2 separate regions of the Rattus norvegicus genome follow, and region 2 is linked to region 1. The links are chromatin contacts, called in public Hi-C maps. All regions are on one chromosome and are shown on one strand. Each heading gives the region's core, a stretch centred on a gene start, on an enhancer-like site or on the middle of the called end of the contact. The rest is flanking DNA. Distances are from core to core; before and after follow the strand shown. Region 1 holds the start of Col6a3 (collagen type VI alpha 3 chain). Region 2 overlaps LOC134480410 (a long non-coding RNA gene).

The links. A called contact is a pair of places that touch in the nucleus more often than the background predicts.
Region 2: a contact with region 1 is called in a Hi-C map of Schwann cells, with 13 times the contacts expected there. The contact joins the enhancer-like site here to the promoter of Col6a3 in region 1. A contact is called at or near these places in 12 of 12 Hi-C or Micro-C datasets (the A7r5 cell line, the Rat2 cell line, Schwann cells and 7 more) and 1 of 1 datasets of contacts at active chromatin or transcription factors (oligodendrocytes).

The regions. Positions count from the first base shown.
Region 1 is chr9:98,882,810-98,889,690 of GRCr8, forward strand. It overlaps Col6a3 (collagen type VI alpha 3 chain), which reads right to left and starts at 4,149. Exons shown (of 44, transcript NM_001427497.1): 1 at 3,964-4,149.
Region 2 is chr9:98,699,217-98,706,059 of GRCr8, forward strand. LOC134480410 (a long non-coding RNA gene) reads right to left here. Exons shown (of 2, transcript XR_010054867.1): 1 at 6,798-6,843; 2 at 2,360-6,163. Among named protein-coding and RNA genes, the nearest start is that of Cops8, 48 kb to the left of the region's middle. Within about 2 kb of position 5,150, at least 35 of the 93 cell types and tissues checked have an H3K27ac peak or open chromatin away from gene starts, as enhancers often do. A contact at or near this core is called in the A7r5 cell line, Schwann cells, liver and 1 more, where this site is marked.

The DNA of each region.
Region 1 (6,881 bases), core at 2,899-5,398:
GTAGCGGTGCTCTGACATGAAATTTAGTGGCTCGGTCAGAGTCACCAATGTGTTTTAATCAACAAGTATTTAAAATGAGACGTTTATGTGAAATTCTTTCAATTATGTATCTCTACTGGGGAGAGCAGCAAAGGCAAGGTTATGCACTCTTTAGGGGCTACTGGAACAGGGGATTTTAATAACTTCTTCAGTGTTCAAATAAGAGATTATACAGTGTGTATGCGAGTGTGCTTTACTCCCTGTGGGAGCACTTGTAACTTAGGTATAAGCAATATGTCGCCTTTAAAATTTCCAAGTTTCCCAATGCTATTGACCTGAATTATTTAAGAGTAGAGAATGTGTTATATAAAAGCAAAATTTCCTTTCTGTATGCTCATAGACAAGCAAGGAAGAAAAATAGAATTTTAAATGTGTGCCCATCACAGAGACTGGACTGAAGCAGCTATAGGCCAACCCTAACTGCCACCCACAAGCTGGGGTGTAAATTGGTTGACTTCCCATGAGCCCTGAAACCCCACCCTGGAAACCGCCAGGAACTTGGATTTTCCAAGCACTCCAAGGGATACACTGCCCTCTAGAGAAAAGAGACCAGAATGCATTCCCAAAAGCAGCTATGTGCCCTCCTGCTCAGACTTTGGGCTGCATGAAGAATTTCAGTTTGAAAGCTAACATGATTCACTGCTAAAGAGGGTCCCTCTTTTTAAAAGCCAGGACTTGGCTCTCCAACAAGACACCCTCACGATCTAGATGGCACTGGTGTTCATTGAGAATTACAACTTGGGGTTGGACTGTGAGCAACATAAAGAAGCTTTATACAATTATAAGCGGGAGAACCGAGAGAAGCAGAAATGTCCTCATCTACTCTAACATCGTGTGTTGGAACGTGAACCAGGCCCCGGGGAGATGGCTCAGCAGGTCAGAGCACTCACCGATCTTGCACAGGACCTGAGTCCAGTTCCTAGCACCTGTCTTAGGCTGCTCACAACTGCCTGCAACTCCAGCTCCAGAGGGATCCAACACCTCTGGCCACTTCGAACACCTACACTCGTGCTCACACCCACACGTGTGCATGCGCACGCATGATTCGGAATAATCAAAAATAATAATAATTCTTAAAATTTGAAGCATTTTCTGGGTTTGGCTGAGCTACCAACAGGATTTTTAAATGTCAATTCCCAAGTCATCAACTATTTATGTGTGTTTTTACTGCCCGACAGCCACAGCCAGGACACCATGTGCAGTTCCTGCCTGTAGGTCAGTCAGTGAGGAAAAGCCTCCTCGGTACACAGTGCCTCATTCAGCCCTGGACATCACCTGCCACCCTTTCCCAAAGGACATCCAGCTCGCAGCTCCTTCCACAAAGAAGTGACAGCAGCTTCAGTTTTCTCTTGCTAACATCGTTAGTATGCCTGCAAGATCATCTCACGAAACACAACTTGGCGGCTTGCCGATGAATTTTCAGTCCTAGATGTGGAATTTTGCACAAAAGCAGGTGGTGTCAGAGCACCAGAGAGCAGCTCTGTCTGGGCCGTGCTTTCTCCAAGTCACCAATCGTCTGGAAAGAGCGGGAAAGCAAAACGAGCCCTGGATGGTAAGTGCCTCCACCCACTCTGAAGGAGGGTGGTGATCTCAGGAGGAGATGGTGGCCTTGAGCACTGAGGTCTGTAGGTTTCACACTCAAAGTAAGATCAGAGTTCATGGCCCCAGGAGCTGGATGAATGGAGGAATTTTCCCTACTCTATGGCCGGTGATAGGGGACATTGTTCTGTCTGAAGTCACAAAGTGCGCTTATCGCAGGGTAAAACAAAGTGCAGAGGCGCAGATGTTTCTTGCTCTGAGCCATGCCCACCTTGTCTCAGACACATCCTTAGGCTCCCAGACCTGACAGTCTCCACCAGAATGGGGTGTGGTACCCACCTCCAACCTAAGATACACTCTTAGGCCAAAGGATAGCTCAGTCACCCCCAAGGAAGGTACTGTGGCCACACCCTCTAGTTCCCAGACTGGAAAAATCCAGGAGAGACCTTCTCTGTCCCCATCCTGACCATCTTCCCCACCCAGTGTTAGCTTTTCACTACAGAGACAGAGAGAGAGAGAGACAGACAGAGAGAGAGAGAGAGACAGAGACAGAGACAGACAGAGAGACAGAGAGACAGAGAGACAGACAGAGACAGAGACAGACAGACAGACAGACAGACAGACAAACAGAGACAGACACATTGGACCACTGTTCCCAATTGTAAATCTCTCTCAAAGAAATTCTACATCCCCACTCCTTCACCCTCAGTAGAATTAAGCAAAGTTTAGGCTATTACTGTGAGCCCTCCATGCCCTCAAGCTGGCCTGGATATAAGAGTCCCACACTGGAATCCCAATCACAGCGCCATGCCCTCCTCCCTGAAGTGGGCCTCCCTTCATTCCCCACGAGTTGTGTATCCTTGTGAAGCCTGAGCCAACTGCCCCATGGCTCTGAATGGACTGTAACAGATGGACGTCTCCTCTGAGGGGAATCAATCTATAAGCCTATCTCACATGGAGATCTAAAGAGCCCCCTCCTGCTGGCTCATCAGCCCCAGCGCTCCAGCAATGAGAAAGGATGCTGCTGGAAGCCAGCCACTCAGGTGGGCCTGGCGAGTAGTCCAGCATCTCAGAGCTTCTCCCTCTTCACCCATAAGCCAAGGATGACAGCACTGGAAGCTTCTAGCCCAGAATCACCCTGCAAAGAAAGCAAAAGTCCCAGTAGGGGCAGCTACGGCAACCAGCTGGTCCCATATTGATTTGTTAAGAGCAACATGGTTTTGTTTTAAAGGCTTTTCCCTAGTTTCAGTTTCTTGTGTTCCTTCTGGGGAGTTGGGAACTATGCTCGGGTCCTATGAGTGCCCTTGAAGCTCTGAGACTCTGGGGCTTTCATCTGGAGGCAGCTCTGGTAGGGAGAGAAATGGCCTCTGGGGTGTAATGTGCCCACTTGTGCTCATAACAGCTTGTTCTTGAAGTCCACACCAGTCCCTAAGTTTGCCTGGGTTTGTGTGAAATTCATTTTTCCTTCAGCCTCTCTCCAGTCCTGCGATGAACCCTTCCCGTTGACCCCACCCTTGCATTCATCCCATAGTAGCTTGAAATAGGTCCCCAAGTGGGCTGGCAACTATCCGTGAACTCCCTCCCATCCTCAGTGAGAGAGGGCCTGAACCCCACCCAGCATCCTCATGGCCAGGGAATAGCCCTTGGGCCTCCCAACTTGGCACAGGCCTCCCATCTGGACAACCCAGGGCAGCCCAGTCCTGAGCCTTGCCTTCTCCAGTGGGAAAGTTGCCCTAGTATTGCATTCTGCACGCTTGAGGCCTGAAGTTCCCTTAAGCGTTCCCAAAAGACAGATCTTGCAAGGGTGACTTCAGATTCCTGAAAAGATTAAGCAGCCCTGATGGCCGCAGCTGAGTATCTCCAGCCCAGCCCAGAGACGAGCACCAGGATCTCTCCAAACTCAGAAGATGGCAGTTTGCCTGACCAGCCTCTCCACACTGATGAGTATACCCCTACCTTACCCATGACCCTTGGAGAACCCAAAGAGATGAGATCTCTCTGGAATCCACTCTGCAGGTTGCCCTATGTTCCCATCCTGATGCCTCTGCAAACAAGGCAACCAGTCTGGGGAAAGAGAGACGACTTTCAACCAACCAGCAGGCAGAGAGCGCCACAGTCAGAAGTGCACACGACACAGGCAGGGACACACAGGACACTCCCAGCAGCAGCAAACCTAAACACAACTGAGCAGTCCATGACCTTCAGCAGGTTAAAGAAACCCAGGTCCCACAAAGGAAAGAAAGAGCAGCCGACTCTTCCAGAAACCGAAAATATGTACAGAATACTGACTGACAGGGTGATGGCAAGAGACCCTAGCTCACCTCTGCTTGAAGTATGATTCCTTCGTGCCACAAAGGAAACAAACAAGCAAAACCTCACACTTACCCTGAGCAAACCTGAAGACGTGTGTCCCTGGGCTTCTAAGCTCAATCACAATTCACCAGGATGCATATTTCTCTCTCACGCTCGCTTTCTTCCTACAACCCTCCTCCACCAAAGAGAGGAAGATCCCGGATCGGAGAGCACAGCCTCCTGTTGCAATCCTTGCTGGAAGCTGGAGCCCGGGGAACTGAGCAGCTTTTGGTGAAAAGCTGGACTCCAAACTGGACAGGGTCCAGGGGTACAGTCAGGGCTTCCTCCTGCTCCTCCTCTCGCTCCCGCCTCTCTCTCCCTCCTCCCCTGCCTTCTTCTCCTCCTCCTCTTTCTCCTTCCTTCCTCCAGACCCCTCTTCTCCCCTCCCTGCCGTAGGACGGACCCAAACTGTAAATGAAAACCAGACCTGGGGCTCTGTTGCTTCTGGCCTGCTCTGCAAGCTGATGTCACCTATGAAGGCCGTCTTTTCCCTACAAGCATTTAGTTGGACTCCTGCAAACTCCAACCCTAAGAAAGGGAAGGGGGAAAAAAAGGAAATCAACCATGAGCCAGAAGGAATTATAATTTTCAATCAGAGGTTACTGAGGCAAAACTAAAGTGTGGTAAAGATGAGAACCTCAAGAGCTAGGAAAACAGCTTTAGCCCCGTGGCTCTCAACCTTCCTAATCTGCGACTCTTTAATACATGCTGTGGTGAGCCCAACTGTAAAATCATTCCATCGCCATTTCATACCTGTAATTTTGCTACTGTCATGAATTGTAATGTAAATATCTGATATGTGACGCCTCCCCCCCCCATCGGGGTCACAACCCACAGGTTGAGAACCACTGAAGCCCATAAAATGTTTAATGCCTGAGCGAGAGGACCTGAAGTCTGTCCCCAAAATACATTTTTAAAAAAGCCAGTGTAGAGTCATCTCATCATGGAAAAGGAAGGAAAAAGCAGATCCCTGGGTCTCACTGGTCAGTAAATTTAGTCAAATCAGCGAGTTCCAAAGAAAGGCAGAGAGAAACTATCTCAACAAAGAGGAAGGAAGGAAGGAAGGAAGGAAGGAAGGAAGGAAGGAAGGAAGGAAGGAAGGAAGGGCGGGTGCTGGTAGCTCTTGCAGAGGACCCAGGTTCAGTTCCCAGTGCCCACATGGGAGCTCACAACCACCTAGGTCCAGGGGATCTGACACCCTCATCAGACCTCCAAGACCAGGCATATATGGTACACAGACATAAATGTAGGCAAAACACTCATACACATAAAGTAACGAAATTAAATTTAAATTTAAACTCATTTCCATAGCTATAAAAAGAAATAGTGAATTGACCACTTCTACCCATCACCTTTATGGGCAGGGCCTCTAGCAGGAAAAAGAATGAGTTTTGGAATTTCTCCGTGGGTATCCATGGTTTTCCACCACCATCAGAAAGAAAAACAGGAAATGCAATCTCCCCCCTCCACCCTCACCACACCCTCCCATTTCTTCTTGAAGTTTCTGAACCGAGACCTCGCTTAATAATCTCTCTTTTCAAATATCAAACCCAGCAATTAGCGTCGTCTCCTTGGCTTGCCGCTAACCAGAGCTCTGTTTGCCAGCGCAAAAGGCAAGAGGGCGAGAGTTCTATATAATGACCCTGATTGTGAGAGGCGGCCTCCTTCTGGGACGCACACTGGGATGGGGGCGGTTTTCTGGCTCGGACTCCTATGGAAACTCTCCAGTGGGAACATGGGTTTCTACAGAGCTTTGTACCTTTCAAAGCACTTTACAGTATATCTCTCGAAAATCTAAAGGGCTTCCCCGACCTGAAGCCCTTTCAAATATACATGCTGGGAAGAGGGGTGCCCATGCATGCACTTGAGGACCAGAGAAGAACACCGGTTCCTGCTGTGCCCCTCTCCAGAGGTCTCTCACTGGACCTAGAGTTCAGCTGTCAGCAGCCAAGCTTCAGCAATCCAATCCTGTCTCTATACGTCCCCACCCCCTACCTCCACCCCACCTACACACCTACACACACACACACACACACACACACACACACACACACACACAGAGCTGAGGCTGCAGGTGCACACTTGCCCACACCTAGTTTCTTAAGTAGGGACTGGGTATTCAAACCAAATTCAGGTCCTCATCCTTACATAGCGAGTGCTGTCCGCCATTCCACCATCTCTCCAGACCCTCCATGAGAATTTAGGTAATGTGAAATTATTCAATTATGCTCCTGATTCATAAGTGAGCAAAACTATATCCCAATGTCCTAAGGTGACACGGTTATGCCCCCCCTGACTGAGATAGTAGCAGAGCTTGGGTCAGAGCCCCAACTTTGGATACCCCTACGCTTCTCACCACTCAGCCATCTGGTGGCCCGTGTGAAAAGTTAGATGTCACAAAACATCAGGAGATATCTGTTTTCTACTAGGAGATCCCGTCGAAGCCATGTGCAAAAAAATGAAATCATTGACTTCTTCCGTGTGTTACCTCCCTCCAGTAGAAGGGAGAAGGGAAGGCAGCACCCCAGAAAGAATCTCAACCCTGCATCTCCATGGCTTTCTGATACTCTGCTACTAGGAACATACTTGCTGGGTGTGAGGTGGGCAGTGGGCATGCAGACCCGGACTGGGGGCGTTCCTTACCCACAGCCTTTAAGTAGAAACTGGAGCAGAGGCTCTAGCCATTGAACCACACTCCCCACGTGACATGAGGGCACAGCATTCCCTGCTCCCACCCCATTCCTCTCTGCACCGTGTAGGCATGGATCCTGGCCTCATACAACACCAAGGTGCTTGCTGCCTCTCTCCTGGGTGGAGTTCAAGATTCACACTGGGGAGAGCCATCTGCCCCACAGCTCCTCTCTGCTGCTAAAAGATGGTGTTTAATCACAGCTGAATGCCTCGAGCAGCTACCCCACTGGGGTTAACTGAACCAGCACTTTGCACGGGAT
Region 2 (6,843 bases), core at 3,900-6,399, 180 kb before region 1:
ATCTCCACAGAGTCCTCAGCCCAGTCCTCCATGTTCACCTTCCAAGGGCTGGATTCCCACCCATGGCAGCCCGAGGGTAGGAGCACGTTTGTGGAGTGAGCTTCTTGCTTTTGCTGTAGGACGCATGCTGCCAGCTCCTGGCTGGGCAAAGCAATGGAGAGAGCAGCCAACACCGACTTCTGGAGGAGTCGTAGTTAAAGAACAAACAAGCAACAAACAAATGGACCAGGGACTGGAGAAGGCAGCCTCCTGAGTTCCCTATCCCTAATTGTTCATTAAAGTGTTCAGCGCCCCAGGCCCGTTCTTGCTACAGAGAACACAAATACAGCATAGAAGTTTTGGAGAGTAAACAAGCTGGCTGTGAGTATTTGCTGCAGTGTGGGAATCCCTGCTAGCAAGGTGTGGTTGGCTGGGTAAGACTTGAGGGTGTCTGGGGACAGTGGGCTGGATCCAACTCTCACCGAACTGCAGCCTGCTGTAAACAGCAGGGTCCACCCTTGGGCATGACTCCAAAGTGCCAGGAAACTGCTCCCCACACCGGTTCTTCCCGCCAGAGTTAAAAAGAGCTTCAAAAGGTAGAAAAGGGAGATGCACTCAGGAATGAAGACATAGGGATGCTGAAGGCTTTCTCCGGCAGGCATTGGGATAATTGGAAAGGAGGCTGTACTGGTTTGTTTCTGTCAATGGGACACAAGCTAGAGTCTCACCGGAGAGGAACCCTTCTCCGAGAGAATGCCTCCATCACTTGACCTGTGTGGAAATGATTTTAGGGCATTTTCTTGCTTGGTGATTGATCGGGGAGGACCGAGCCCACTATGAATGGTGCCACAGCCATGGTCCTAGGTGGCATACACAAGCATGCTAAGCAAGTCATGGAGATCAAGCCAGTGAGTGGAGCTCCTTCCTGGCCCCTGCTTCAGTTCCTGTCCTGAGTTCCTGCCCTGAGTTCCTGCTTTGCCCTCTCTTTGTGATGGATGAAAACTGTATGTTGAAGCAACCCTTTTATCCCCAAGTTGCTTCTTCAAAGGTGTTTACAGCAGCAATAGAAAGTAACACATAGGATGGAGGTCTTGGTCTCAGCTCAAAAGTCATGTGACTGGCTGAGCAAAAGGGGAGAGAGACCTGTCCTCACTTACCCATGCTTTGGGGCCACCTCAGCACACAGTCCTCTTAGGATCCCCTGTCTGAGGCCAACATATCCTCTGCACTCCCTTGGAGACTGGTGACAGGTCCCAGGTAGACACTGAGGGAAAGTTGAGAGTGCCCACCAGGGACTTCTCCCTGGCCCAGATAGTGCTTCTCTAGGAATATGGTTTAGGGGGTCAGTAGGCAGGAAGCCAGGATACAAGCCCCTGAAGCTAGTGTTGAAACAGGCCTGGAGGTCCAAAGCATGTGTGGTTCTGGGGGTGTGAAAACCCCCAGTAAGCAAGGGTGTTAGAGAAGATTGGTGAGAAGGGACTGTGGCCACAGAGCCAAGAGACAGTTGATACAGGGACAGTTCGGAATAGAGCCAGGCCCCAGGTACACAGTACCCTTAAATTCTAGCTAAGGGTGTTGGAAAGAAGCCCACAGCTCCAAGCTATGCTCCATTCAAGGCCCTTGCTCAAGATGGCCATATGTTGGACGATTCTCATGGTTACCTGATGAGTAGTGATCAGAGATTCCTTTTCACCAAGGAATGAGCTAAGACTGGGAGAGGGGAAGAGCTTTTCAGGTGGCCACAGTGAACAGGACTTCTCAGGACAGACTCCCATCTCTGTAAGTGGAAACCCATTCCCGTTTTGCCAGCTGCCATCATGACCCATCACCGCTGCTCAGAAAGCCACCTTTCAAACATGCTACAATGTTCCCGGTCTGTGGAGTTCACCTTGTCTTCTGTACCAGTTTGGACTTTGGATGTGCAGTTGGTAAGTTCTGAGTTCTTAATTCTACACACAGGGTGTGGTGTCTACAACACAAGCTTCAAACTTCTAAGCACGTGTAGACCCTGTCCTGGGGAGTTATAAATCAGTCAGCTACAAAAGAACCAGCTTGCTGGTTATGGCCCAAAAGCCACAGACAGGGACAGCTTCTCCTCTCTTCTGTAAGTGCCCAACTTGCAGAAGATTCCAAGGCTAAGGTTCAGCTCCACTGCCCTCCTTCATGGGTGGGCATCTTCTATAGCAAAGCCAGGAGCCCTGACCAGATCCTCAGGGACTTTTAGAACTCAGAACCTCAGAGACATCTTGGGGTCCAAGATGACACCCCCTCCCATGACATCACAGCTCCTGGGACCTCACAATACCCTCAGGCTCCCTCTCTTGAACAGCACTTTCTTCTCCACACATCCAACCTTGGTGTTTCTACACTCCCCCTTTCCTTCTAATTCATTCTTTATTCAGAGAGATGTGACGTGACCCTGGGGACAAGGGTCTCCGACTCGGGAACCTGACACTCCAATCCTGATATCTCCCCCAACAGTATCCAAGGCTGTGACGTTGAGCACCAGGTCTGACCCTGAGGTGTCTTCAGTTCCCCTCTGTAACACTCCTGGAAGACCTTCTGAAGCCTGAATCCTACGGTTTAGTCAGGTCGAGAGGTCCAGAGGCGAGGGGGCTTGGCCTGGGGGTCCAGTGAGTTAACTCTCCATTGTTTTTCATTCTAGACACTCAGTAGATGAGCACCCCAGGGCAAACATATTATTTAGAAGTGGAAGGTTTGAGTGGAGAAATAACTGGCTGTCATTCATGTCTTCCACTACAGTGCGACCTCTTTAAACTACGCTCCTGTGCCATAGTGACAACACAATCTTCAAAGTCTGGTGGGAGGGAAGTAGGTTTGGAAGGTTCTGGTTGCCAAGTCCAGATATCACCATGGGGAGACGTGGGTTTCAGGTAGGAAAAAAATGGTGTGAAAATGTGATTTTTAGATACTGACAAATGAGAATTATTATTGTGTGTGTGCGCTTATGACGTGGGGGATGCGCTTGCCACAGCACGTATGTGGAATCCAGAAGACAGTTTGTGGAGTTGGTTATTCCTTCCACTTTTGTCCACACATATTTGCTGTTGTTGTTGTTGTTGTAGTTCAAGGGGATCAAACTCAGGACCTTAGGCTTGAGTGGCAAGTGCTTTCCCCGCGGCACCGGCGCCATCTCACCAGCCTTAAGAAATAAATAAAAATGACCTAGAACCAACCCGAGGGACACAAGGGTGAGACCCCGCTAGTTTTCAGGTCATTTACTTGCACATTGTGGCGCCGGTGAGTTTCAGTGTCTAGACATCTGTTGAGCTTTGACCTCTGAACCTTGATCTTGGCATTAATTTTCCCAAGTCAAGTTGCAACAGATGCTATAGCCGGGGAAATGGGGTTCTAAAGCCACACTGGTTCTATCTCTTGTTCTGGAGGCTGAAAGTCCACACTCAGCCTCCTGGAACGGAAGCCATTCAGCAGGTTAATTCTTTTGGAGGCTCTACAGAGGAGGGTCTGTTTCCTCACTGTGTTTGCCACTCCCAAAGTGCATCACCATGTCCTTCTCATCAGGACTCTGACCAGTCCAGGCTAATCTGTCCCACTCCAGACCCTTCAGTGGAGGAGACATTATTTGGTCTTCTAAACAGTGGGTCTCCGGAGCTGATGGGTCACGAGAACAATATAGCTGGAGAGGGAATAACCAGGGGCACTAGGCATATGCTACGTGATGACACTGATCTCTGTGGCCATCATTCCCTACACACAAGAACAAAGTCATGTTCATGGGAGTTAGCTTCAAAGGCTGGGCAAGATTTGAACCCATGAGTACCGTGTATCTTGTGCATTGCTTACTTGGAGGGAGGCAAGTGACACTTTGTAGATCAATCACCATCTCTGCTTGCCAGTCAATCAACTAGGCCCAGAGATGCTCTTTCTCCCAGGCAAAATGATCTTTAGGGGTATATGTTGTCCACCTTACCTGTCAACAGTTGCTGGAGCCCCTGGAGTAGAAAGGGTCTTGTTTAAGATAGTTGCTATTCCCCAGACTTCCACCAGATGGCAGCCTTGAAACGTGGGGAGGTGGCCCATCTGGCAGCTGTTTCAAGTATCTTTAAGTGGGGGAGGTGACTTCAAATCTCAGAGGCCTGTGCCTCCTTCCTTGCGAAGGGTCACCTCGTGAAAAGACTGTCTGGTTCTGGTTCCTTGTCTGGCCAGGAAGCAGCCGCTTTCTGAAGCGCGAGGCACTTTGCCAGGGGCGTTTCTGCCGTCTCAGCAGTGGATTCCCTACCACACTACTGAAACGCCCCAGGCCCACACCAAAGCCAGACAAACTCCAACCCTTGCACACCCAGCACACTATAGCTATCCTTATTCCTCCCCTCCAGTCACGCTTCCAGAAAGGAAGGGAATGCTGGCCTCTGACGACTTCCGGCCCCTCCCCCATGCCTCCAAGCCTCCTGAACACACAATCCTTAAGGTATTCTGTTTCCTAACTGATACTCTCTGCAGTGTGGCACAAGCCACCTTCCTGGGAAGGGTAGGGCCTTCTGAAGCATCACAGAGCCTCGGTTGTCATCCCTGTTCTTGTGTGCTCCCCTACCCAACTTCCTCTCATTCTTCCAACTGCAGCCAGGCTGTCCTCTCCCCATTCCCCCCTCCCCCATACTGGTTACCCATTCTCCATATCCTCTGCTAACACGCAGGTGACACAGGCAAAGGACCTCTCAGGCCCACTTCTGCACCAGATCCACCACCATCCATCCCACAGGTCTCTGCGGTCCTCTAGAGACAAGACCCCCCCTTCAGACCAGCATCTCCACATGACTACAAACAGGGTCCAAACCTCCCAAAGCTTGTGAAGGTGCTGGGAGAGGGGTGAAGCCCACAGCAGGGATGGGCAACTGTCTGCATGAACAGGAGAATGAGAGGATTCTTACAACCATGTAAGCTTCACATGGTGGCCTTAGAGGGGTGACTCATTCAATACAAATGGACCTGGGTGGCTGTTAAAAGGGACACTTAAGCCACCCCCTACCAGAGAGGGCAGGGGACGCTCTAGGTCCCTACAGTAGTGACTTTCGAGCTGGTACTTTCTCTGCCGTTCTCCCACCCCCAAGTCTGTCTGAGTGTTCTCCGGGAGCCTCAAAGCTGGTGTGTCTCCTTCAGGCTTCCAGCAGTCTCTAGATGAACCGTTACTGTCCCCAGAAAACTGGGCCAGGCAGCCAATGTGGGAGTAGGAATAGAGCCAGGGAGTCTGGCCCTGCAGCTAGCAAGGAGAGCACGCTTTACCAGGCTCCACATTGTACTGGGTACTCTTAGATCTAAAACGCAGGTGGGGCTTATCTTCCGGGAAAATTCTTCATAAATCAGCATGCGTGTGCGCACACACACACAGGGAGTCGGACTGTCAGTGGCCAGCTGCACACGGCTAGAGTGGTGTTCCCAAGACAGCATATGCTGGGAACTTCTGAGGACTCTCCCAGGACACCCTTTCCTTCCGGACATCCCTCCTTTTTTGCATTATATCCAAAACCCCAAATTAGAGAGGAACCCTAGTGTCATTGCCCAAGTCAGACAAGAAATGGTTCATTGAAGGAGCACCACGGGCTGTCCTGTAGTTGGTATGAGGACAGTTACCCAGGAGAACAGCAAGTAAGGGGACTTTAAAAGACCCTGGCTGTAGGCAGGCAGCTCCATGTTCATTTGGCACCCTGTGCGGATGCCTTCTGGGTCAGTGGGCCTGGAGTTTGATGATGATGGAGACAGACAGACGTTACAGCTGAGGAAACTGCTCTGGGCAAGCAGGGACTATGGAAGCTTCTATGCCAGTCTGAGAACAGTGTGGGCGTCCATCTGAGTGGGAGCTGGTGCATCCAGATGGTTTCCATTTTTCTGGGTAACCTTGGAAAACGTGAATCAGAAGGTGGCCATGCTGCCCACAGCTGCAGTGTCGGGGGCGGGGGAGACTGCCTGTGAGTCACAAGCTAGGCTCCCCAGAGCTGTTTTGCACATGTCCGTCTAGGGGACAATTCTTGACTGGCAGTTCAATTTCTTCAGTCCCCTGTTCTCTTATGACTTGGGTAAGTGATATGTATGTTCTCAGTGAAATGACAAGCTTGTTGCCCGACCCCCACTCCACCTCTGGCATTGATGAGCCTAGCTTTGATGTCCTGGGCAAACCAGACTGATCCTTTCAGACCACAGTGCAGCCCTAGAAGAAAGCAAAAGTGAGGACCTTCAATGTTGAAGTCCGTTTCATACTCTTTTAAAAAGACTCCATGGTCTTGAACCCTGCCCACTGCACACCATATCCTAAGCTCACTGAGTCCAGACTTAAAGAGACCCTGGCTTTCATATTCCTTCCATCTTCCTACAGTGATGGCCACAGCGACGTGGGTACAGCGCCTCAGAATGCAACAGAAGGGCTGAGTACCCATCAGTATGGGGCAGTGCAGCTCAAGGTCCTTCCAGCCTAAAACAGGTTTCTCACAACTACTGGGGACTCTGTGCTCTTCTGAGAGAGGAGACATTGTTACTGCCTCCTGGGCCACTGTGATGCCTGCTTTTGGCACAGTCCCACACTGTCATCATCACCGATCCTGCTAAAGTCCTAAGTGGTGAGCAGTCAGTCTCCTTGGTCACTCCACAATTAAGGAAACAGGCTCAGGAAAGATAAGGGGTCTCTCTGCATGGGTCCTTAGTAAGCAACAGGATCAGGACCCTGGACCAGTGGCTTCAGTCACAAGACCTATCTAGTCCCTGCCACTCTCTTCCTCCTCCAGCCCTTCTTGGCTAACTCCTCCTGGTAGCAAGACTGACTCCCTATGTACCATGCATACACTGACCTGTTCCTATTGTTTCTCGCTGAGCTTCCTAGGACAATGTTGTCCC